Regions from separate parts of the Sus scrofa genome. Here all the other regions are linked to region 1. Evidence: chromatin contacts called from public Hi-C and promoter capture Hi-C data. All regions are on one chromosome and are shown on one strand. The core of a region is the stretch at or near the end of the contact, and the rest is flanking DNA. Distances in the headings are between cores, read along the strand shown. Region 1 holds the start of HSD3B1 (hydroxy-delta-5-steroid dehydrogenase, 3 beta- and steroid delta-isomerase 1). Region 2 has its middle 17 kb from the start of PHGDH. Region 3 holds the start of PHGDH (phosphoglycerate dehydrogenase).

Region 1 (2,700 bases), core at 89-2,588:
TTGCAGCAGCCTGCATGGGCTGTACTCCCCTGTGCCTGTATTCTCATCTTTAAAACAGGAGGATACTCTTACCCATCCCAGAGGGCTGTGATGAGGGGCAAATGAGGGGACAAACGAAAAAACACCTAGCCCACTGCCTGGCACAGAAAGAACTCCATGAGCATTCTCTATTATTTTCCTTCCAGAAGCCTCTGCATCCAGCACGGCACCTGTCCACAGGAGGTGTGTCTGTTGTCTGCTGCCTCTCATTCTGTTTCGGGCTCCCTCGCTGCACGCCCAGGCCCCCCTTCCACTCCCCTCTCTCTCCTACTCCCTCTCTTCCTCCCTCCCTACCTCCCTCTGTCTCTCTATCTGTCTCTCCCTCTCTCTCTCTCTCTCTCACTCTCTCGCTCGCTCTCTCTCTCTCACTCTCTCTCTCGCTCTCTCTCTCTCACTCTCTCTCTCTCAGTCACTCACTTCACTCCCTTCTGGTTCACCGGCAATGTTAAGTGAAGCCACAAAGAGACCCATTAGTCTGCAGGGACAATCAAGAGGGGTAGGGACCCAGGGGTTAATGGCACTTGCTTGCCCTTTGCAGACGGTGCAAAGCAAGTGACAAGTCAAAAAAATCTTCAGAATGTTAAAGACTTGTTGACAAAAGAGAAAACTGATATGTGATTTTCCAGATGAAAAGAAAAGACGCCTAGAAGCAGAAGTGGCCGGGGCTGCGGCTCCCTCTCTAGTTCTTGGTCAGGACCGGACTCATCTCCAGACACCCAGCTCGGTGTCTTTCTATTACCCCATCTGTGATTGCCTTTGCAAAGACATAGGATTAGCCTTGATTGGATTACAGTTTTCCTGAAACTGCTAGACAAGAACCCCCTCCCCACACCAATGCAGGGTTTAAAATGGAGCTACACACCCATAACTAGAGTTCACTTACTAGAAAATTCCTCCCGAACTTCTGGTTTGAAGACTTTGTCTAGTACCCGGATCTCCTGCAGATCCTTCTCCTCCAGCAACAAGTGGACGATCCTCTGACCCAGAAACCCTCCTCCTCCTGTCACAAGGCAGCTCCATCCAGCCATTGCTAAACCTGGGCACCGAGAAATACTTGCCAGGAACCAGAAAACACTGGGGAGCAGACTGGATGAGCGGGCGAACCTGGAGAGGGTGGCCCTGGAAAGGGCCCAAAAGAGAGGTCAGGTGATTCAGTGGAAACTCATTTTGTTCCTTCCACTCCATTTTTGCAAAAATCCCATGTGCCCCCTCCCAGGAGTAGCTGAAAGCAAATGAAAAAAGCTCTAACCTGTAAGATTGTTGCAAGTCAGAAGAGAGAGCCTGGGTTCTGGTCTCCTGATGGCCCAAGGGCAGGAATGGATGGAGCTTTATGTGCCCTTGCCTCTGACTCAGCCCACTTCTCCTTGAACTCTTACTCCACACTCATAGCTCACGCCTCCTTACTTCCTGTCTAAAAAGTGAGTGGCAACCTTTAACTTGTATCTGTGCCATTCCTCCAAGGTACAGGAAGAGACCGCAGGCTTCCAGCCACAGCAGGAGAAAGATTATTTGTTTTATCCTCACCAGGACACCTGGCAGTCAGTGCCAGCTGTCTGGGCTCCCCAGTCTGTAAATTTAAACTAGATCAGGAGGAGTCCCTGTCATGGCACAGGGGTTAACGAATCCGACTAGTATCCATGAGGACTTGGGTTCGATCTCTGGTCTCGCCCAGTGGATTAAGGATCAGGCGTTGCTCTGAGCTGTGGTGCAGGTCGCAGACGTGACTCACATCCCCTGTAGCTGTGGCTGTGGCGTGGGCCAGCAGCTACAGCTCTGATTCAACCCCTAGCCTGGGAACCTCCATGGGCCAAAGGTGGCCTAAAAAGACATAAATAAATAAATAAATAAATAAATAAATAAATAAATAAGCAAACTAGATCAGGAGAAAACTCCCAGCACCGTGTGACTTGTGGCCTTATGCAATAAATACATCTGGGGGAAAATGCACTGTCGCCCATTGTGGGCTCTCTTAGAGTGTCATTTGAAACATTGTTGCTGTCTTGCAAAGTTTAGAAATTTGCAGGGGCGGCAGCTCTGATTGCGGCCAAAGTCTCAGGTGCCTCTGTACACTGATGCCAAACAGAAACAGAAATGTGGAGAGACAGCTGGAGAAAACAGAAAGGGTTGCTTTAATTGCCAGGCAGAGGGGAACACAGAAGGCTAGTGCTTCAAGGACTGTGTCCCCCTGCCTTGGCCACAGGAAGAGATCCTAGGGCTTGTGGTCTGTGGTAGATGATTAGATCAAAGTTGTGTCAGCCTTGCAATACTTCTTCCTTTGTAAAGCTTCCAAATAGTCACAGCCGGCCTTGAGCAGCTGGGCAACTGATTCTGGTTCTCTCAGGGCTTATCAGCCTGCAACCTCTGAAGAGGAAGAATCCCACAAGGGACTAAAGTAGAAAGGAATGCCAGGTGCAAGATGCAGTTTACACAGAGTCAGAGAGTGGTTAAGAAGCGAGCTGGGAGTTCCCATCGTGGCTTGGAGGAAAGGAATGTGACTAGTATCCATGAGTTCACAGGTTGGAACTTGCTCAGTGAGCTGTGGTGTAGGTTGCAGACAGGGCTTGGATCTGGTGTTGCTGTGGTGTAGGCCAGGGCCTACAGCTCCTATTTGACCCCTAACCTGGGAGTCTCCATATGCCGCGGGCACAGCCCTAAAAAGAG
Region 2 (2,715 bases), core at 157-2,656, 79 kb before region 1:
TCACAACAAAGCGGGATCCAAGCCATGTCTGTGACCTACACCACAGCTCACAGCAATGCAGGATGCCAAACCCACTGAGCGAGGCCAGGGATCGAACACACATCCTCATGGGTAATAGTTGGGTTCGTACTGCTGAGTCACAGTGGAAACTTCCTGACCTTAACAAGTCTTAATGGAACAGGGCCCTGAGTTCCTAAGGGAACAGAAAAAGGGTATCTTAGAATCTTGGTTCAGTTCTGCCGGAAGGTGTGATGTACTGAGGGAGAATTTATGGTCAACAGGCCTCCTTCAAATCAAATTAGATCTACGGGCTCTGTGTGGTTGCCCTGCCCTTCACTCATACAGCAGGGATTCTTGTACTTGAGGTCCATGTACTCCTAGGGCTGCTGCAGCCTTTGGAAAATAATAGGCCTATGCATGTTTTGTGTGAGGGAAGGCTCGGTTGCTTGGATCAGATTCTCCTATGGGCTCGGACGGACAATTCTAGAAACTTTCCCACAACTCTCAGCAAAGATGAGTTAAGGAGTCAGACATTTTCCATCAACTCCTTCTCTCCACACTGAGTTCTCTAGAACTTTCAAGCTGTGAATAAAGTGAAGACATGCATAATTTTGATTATACCAACAAAAAGTTTATATACATAATTACATATATACATATAAATATATGTATAAAATTATATGTATGTATACAGACAGAAAGGTCGACATTCAATTCTGTTCCTTTTAAAGAGCAATTGGCAAAGTCATTCACTTGCATTAACACATGGTGCTTGATTGGAATTAGTGTCATTAATTTGATAGCATAATAGTCTTCTCAATAAATAAAATAGAAAGTTTGAGAAAGAGTGCACCCTGGGGAAAAGATCGGGATGAAGAGACCTGATCCAGTTCAGGTGCATAAAACACAGCATGCTGCAGAGATCTGTCTCAGAGAGAAGCACAGGAGACAGCTGTCCATAGTCAGGTGGTGTGGGATTGGGGGGTGGAGGTGGGCACTGCTCTGGAAGATATTTTACCTAAAGAGAAACACTTCAGTATTTTTCCTAAAGAAAAGCTCATTGTCCTAAAACTTCAAAGAAAGAGCACTTCTGACCTTGTGGTTCACACTGAGCTAGGATTATCAATTGACCTTATTTCAAAACTAGTCATGCATAGACAGGGCAGAGGTCAGAGCCACAGTGAGTCAGAAGAGTGGAAAGAAGCTTAGAGAGACTAGTTGATGGATTACTAACTGTTGGCCACAGACACATGTGTTTTTGAACCATTGAGTGTTTCAAAAGTAATTTGAGCTGATACTGGAAAATTAAGGAATTTCACGTTAAGATTTCCATTTATTGGCATTCCTGCTGTGGTGCAGTGGGTTAAGAATCTGACTGTGGTGGCCTGGGTCACTGCAGAGGTTTGGATTAGATCCCTGCCTGGTGCAGTGGGTAAATGATCTGGCTTTGCTGCAAGCTGCTGCATAGGTTGCAGCTGCATCTTGGATTCAATCCCTGGCCTGGGGACTTCCGTATGTCACAGGTGAGGCCATAAAATAAAATTTTAAAAATTAAAAAAAAAAAAACAAAAAACGAGCTCCTGGTGTGGTGCAGCAGAAACGAATCCGACTAGGAACCATGAGGTTGCGGGTTCAATCCCTGACCTCCCTCAATGGATTAAAGATCCTGTGTTGCCATGAGCTGTGGCGTAGGCCAGCTGCTGTAGCTCCAATTGGACCCCTAGCCTGGGGACCTCCATATGACTCAAGTGAGGCCCTAAAAATCAAAAAAAAAAAAAAAAGATTTAAAAAAGATATTTTCATTTCTTTTGAAAAGTCTGAAATCATTGCAATACAGATCTCACCCAATGAGCCCACACATTAGCGACAGTCCCCTTTAGGAGAAAGTGCTTTCCAGCTCCCCCAGGACCCACTCTGGCATTGTGCTATTGGGGATGGAGCAGGGCAGACCTGAAATGACTGGGACTCGTTAAATTATACACCAGAGACGCCGGAGTCCACCACTGCCACACGTTGCCTAGGCTCCAATGGGATTCTATTAGCTCCCTATGTGTCCTCCGGAAGTCTGTTTGGGATTTCAGCAGCTCTTTGGCCTGGAGGTGGTTTTATTTTTTAGTTGCAGACATTGCACTCACCCTTCCCAACCAGGACAACTTATCCCTGCTTTTCAGCAACTTCTCTCAACACCAGTTCAGTCCTGATGCCAATATCCACTCCCAGCTTATAATGCATCAACATTTGCTCTTTCAGCAAACACTTTCTTGTTGCCTATAACCTGTCAGTTGTACAAGGTACTGATGCGTAGACAGCAAGACATAGCCCTGTCCAGAGAGGAACTTAAAATGTAGACAGTTGGCATCCTATGATGAAAAAACGTTTTGTGGGGAAGGGGAGAGCCTCTCTGACGTGCTAATAGAAATCTGGCCACCAGATGGCGCTCAAGAGACCTCAGTGTAACAAAACGAGAGGAGGGGACCTAAAAGCAAATTTTCTCTCTTGGAGAACAAACAGCACTAGCACTCCTGTTTCACGTGCTCTGTGACCTTCTGTCACGCCTCTAGCTGTTACATTTCCCAACTCTGGACGCGGCACTTGCACAGGTAGGAGCTCCAGCTCCCACACGGCCCCTGCCCTCCCAACACTAATCTCCTGAAGGCAGAGCACCTCGGATGGAGAAAATCTGTGAGATGTGCTCCTGAGAGGCCTGATTCTTAC
Region 3 (2,978 bases), core at 32-2,531, 96 kb before region 1:
ATGAAGTCCAAGAACTGAAGAGTTCACAGAATAAATGTTATAAGCCTGGACGAGGCCACCAAGTCCCACAGAATGTTGACAAACAAGGCAGACAAAGATTTGAATTAGACTACACAGCAAACACAACAAACGGTGATACGTTCCTGAAGATGTTCTAAGAAATATAAAATTTCCAGGGCGTGTGGGATCTAGTCTGATCTGGTCATTCCTGACCACGGTGGGGACCTCCGCCAAGGCCATGGAGAGCTGGGACTAAGCCTGGACAGCTGCGGCTAGCGGCTCGCGGCTCGCGCCGGCATCTCGGGAGCCCACAGCCCGTCCCCCTTCCTCCAAGAGCTCCCAGGAGGCCGAGGGGCGGTGAAAACTCTCAGCAGTCTTGCATCAGACGAAAGGCGGGTATGCCGTTTGCTGCCCCAGCCTGGCAGCCTTTCCTGCAGCTTCTCTAGCAGCCACGAGACAGGCTGGGACTCCGCCAGCCAACACTCCACCTCCCCCCACCCCCCCGCTGCCCCAGGGAAGGTAGGACTTGGCTGGGCAAGCCAGGGCTTGGCCGGGGAAGGATCGCTGGTCCCTGAGCTCCACCGAGGGAAGCCACTTTGGCGCTCCTCCCCCGGCGCCCTCCGCGCGAGGCAGAGGAGGCGCTGAACTGCCAGGGCCACTGTGCGCAAGGGGGAGCCGCGTTGGCATCCGGCGGGCAGCATGCAGGACAAGTTGGAGCAGCCTGCACTTTGCAATGCTGGCGGAGGCATGCCAACAAGAAACAGGCAGTTGCAGACGGAACGGAAAGTTTGCATCCTGCAGCTTGCCACCATTTGGTCCTCCCTCCAACTTCTCCCTGACCCCCTCCCCAACCCCCAATTTCCGTAAACCCCGAGACTGACTGACACCAGGGATGGGAGTGGGGCGCGGGGGTGGGGCGCGCTGGGCCGGGCTCGGTGAGCCGGGGTTCGCGGAGGATGCCACCGAGCCCTCGTCTTTCTCCCGTTCATCTAACCTGCAGCTCGGCTATCAGCTCCTCTTTGCTCAGATTCTGCTTCTCCACCACCTGCAACCCTCCATCTTGCAGGATCTCCCGGCAGCAAGGGTCCAGGCTATCACTGATAAGCACTTTCCGTAGATTTGCAAAAGCCATTACTGGAGTCGGCCTCAGAAACTGCAGCTCGCCCGGGGCAGAAACACCTAAACCAAACCGCAAAGCAGCTCTTCCGGCTGGCGGGCTTCTGTAACTGGGCAGGATTCACGATCTCCCGCTCCCCCTTTATCTCCCCCTCCTGCTTCTACCATCTCCTTCTGATTGGACAGAAATGCTCCAACTCTCTGTGACTCCGCCTCCTCCTCGCAGTTCTGAGCCTTCAGATCCCACGCCCATTTAATTATTCTCCAGAGATGAATTTCTCAATCTAAGCCAAAACTTTTCCCTACACCTGGTGAGCACAGTTTATGCTGACTTGCTGATTCATATCTGAAACAAACTGGGAAATACTCGTTCTCATCGTGAGAGAAATGTTTCACCCTCACTTCTTTCCTCCTAAGGACTCATGCACGAATTCCTTAACAGGAATTTATTGAGCGCACCTACTATGTGCAAGACAGGGTAGTGAATGCTGAAGCGGCTCCAATATCAAAAAGACATAGCCCTTTCCTCGGTGATGTAACATCAAGGATACCAAAGACACAAACATGGAAAAGCTAAATAGTAAAAAGCAATAGGAAACTGTTTCTGAGACCTCACTAAGCAGTGATTAATCTCAAATGAAGGATGCAATGAGAGTTATGAGCTTAAGAGATCAAAGGCCTGGATGTATTTGGACCAGCCAGGAGGTTTGTTCGAGTTCAATAGTCTCTTCTTCCTCTGCTTCCTCTCTGATTATAACAAAGAAGAAAAGGAAAATGAGACGTCCGTCTGGCCTAATATACATGCTGACCAAGGAGGCACTTCCCAGCTCTTAACTCCTTTTGTTTAAATCCCACAACAAACATGCTCTTCCATGCCCCATCTCCCAGAACACTGGAAAAATTCCACTTTGGGTTATTTAAGGGCACCTAGGATCAGAAGTAAAATCAGAGATGCTCATAGGTGAATTAAATTCAGTTTTATAGACATATGGCAGTCCAGTTACCGGATGTGTTCTGTTTTCCAGCACCATTCGCAAACCTCAAGTGCTTGGTCCTTATCCTATAGAATTAGGCAATGTTGATACTCTAATGAAACTTTGGACAGATAATCCCTAGGCACACATCCGATGTTAGAGCAAATGCTCCCAATGGGAAAGAGGATAATTTGGCTGTTCTGTTTATTGGTTTGCATGATTTCTTGGTCCCACACTCCAGCACTTCTGTTTCTCTTCCTCTCACGAGGTGCCCAGCAGCCCTGGGGGTCCTGGACAAAGACAGTGGACCTGTGCCCACGGGCTAACAAAGCAACTGGGGAAGCACCCATTTTGGTTACCACTTTCATTCCACTTCTTCCAGGACTCACCCTCTACTTCCATTCAGTGTACAATCTAAAGCCTGCTGTCTATAAAATGTAAGTAGCCCCTGCCTTTATCCCAAATCAAACTTCTCAGGTACTGTTCAACTCACCACCAGAGGCCCTCCTACACCTGCCGCCTGGACATTATTTTCTTTCTTTATTATTTATGCCCTGCCTACTTTCATACTGGGCACACTGAAGATACTTTTAAACACATCAAAAAATAATCAATAGATGAGTCTGTTTCCAGGTAGAAAGGAGGATGCTTAAGAATCTCTACCCTAAAAAAAGTCAGAAACATTCCTGTTTAAATTTCTTTGGTGTCGTCTTCAAATTATCTCCCAGTGCCTTGTACCACCTATACGTGAACCTTTCATGTCTTGTTCTCCTCCTAGGATCAGAGACTCATCTTTATCTCCCTCTAATAGTGCCTGGCATTTCATTCAAAACTAATTTATTGAGCACCTGCTATGTGCCTGGGTACCATGGCATAATACAAGGGGCG

The links. Promoter capture Hi-C pulls out the DNA fragments that hold promoters and counts their contacts. A called contact is a pair of places that touch in the nucleus more often than the background predicts.
Region 2: a contact with region 1 is called in a Hi-C map of liver, with 2.1 times the contacts expected there. A contact is called at or near these places in 3 of 5 promoter capture datasets (fetal skeletal muscle, liver and skeletal muscle), 27 of 47 Hi-C or Micro-C datasets (adipose tissue, alveolar macrophages, brain and 15 more) and 1 of 2 datasets of targeted methods (alveolar macrophages).
Region 3: a contact with region 1 is called in a promoter capture Hi-C map of liver, with 2.4 times the contacts expected there. A contact is called at or near these places in 2 of 5 promoter capture datasets (fetal liver and liver) and 3 of 47 Hi-C or Micro-C datasets (embryonic fibroblasts, fetal liver and liver).

Annotation. Positions count from the first base shown.
Region 1 is chr4:101,572,484-101,575,183 of Sscrofa11.1, forward strand. It overlaps HSD3B1 (hydroxy-delta-5-steroid dehydrogenase, 3 beta- and steroid delta-isomerase 1), which reads right to left and starts at 1,339. Exons shown (of 4, transcript NM_001004049.2): 1 at 1,289-1,339; 2 at 923-1,158. The coding sequence starts at 1,067.
Region 2 is chr4:101,493,540-101,496,254 of Sscrofa11.1, forward strand. No RefSeq gene overlaps it. Among named protein-coding and RNA genes, the nearest start is that of PHGDH, 17 kb to the left of the region's middle.
Region 3 is chr4:101,476,863-101,479,840 of Sscrofa11.1, forward strand. It overlaps PHGDH (phosphoglycerate dehydrogenase), which reads right to left and starts at 1,282. Exons shown (of 12, transcript NM_001123162.1): 1 at 995-1,282. The coding sequence starts at 1,132.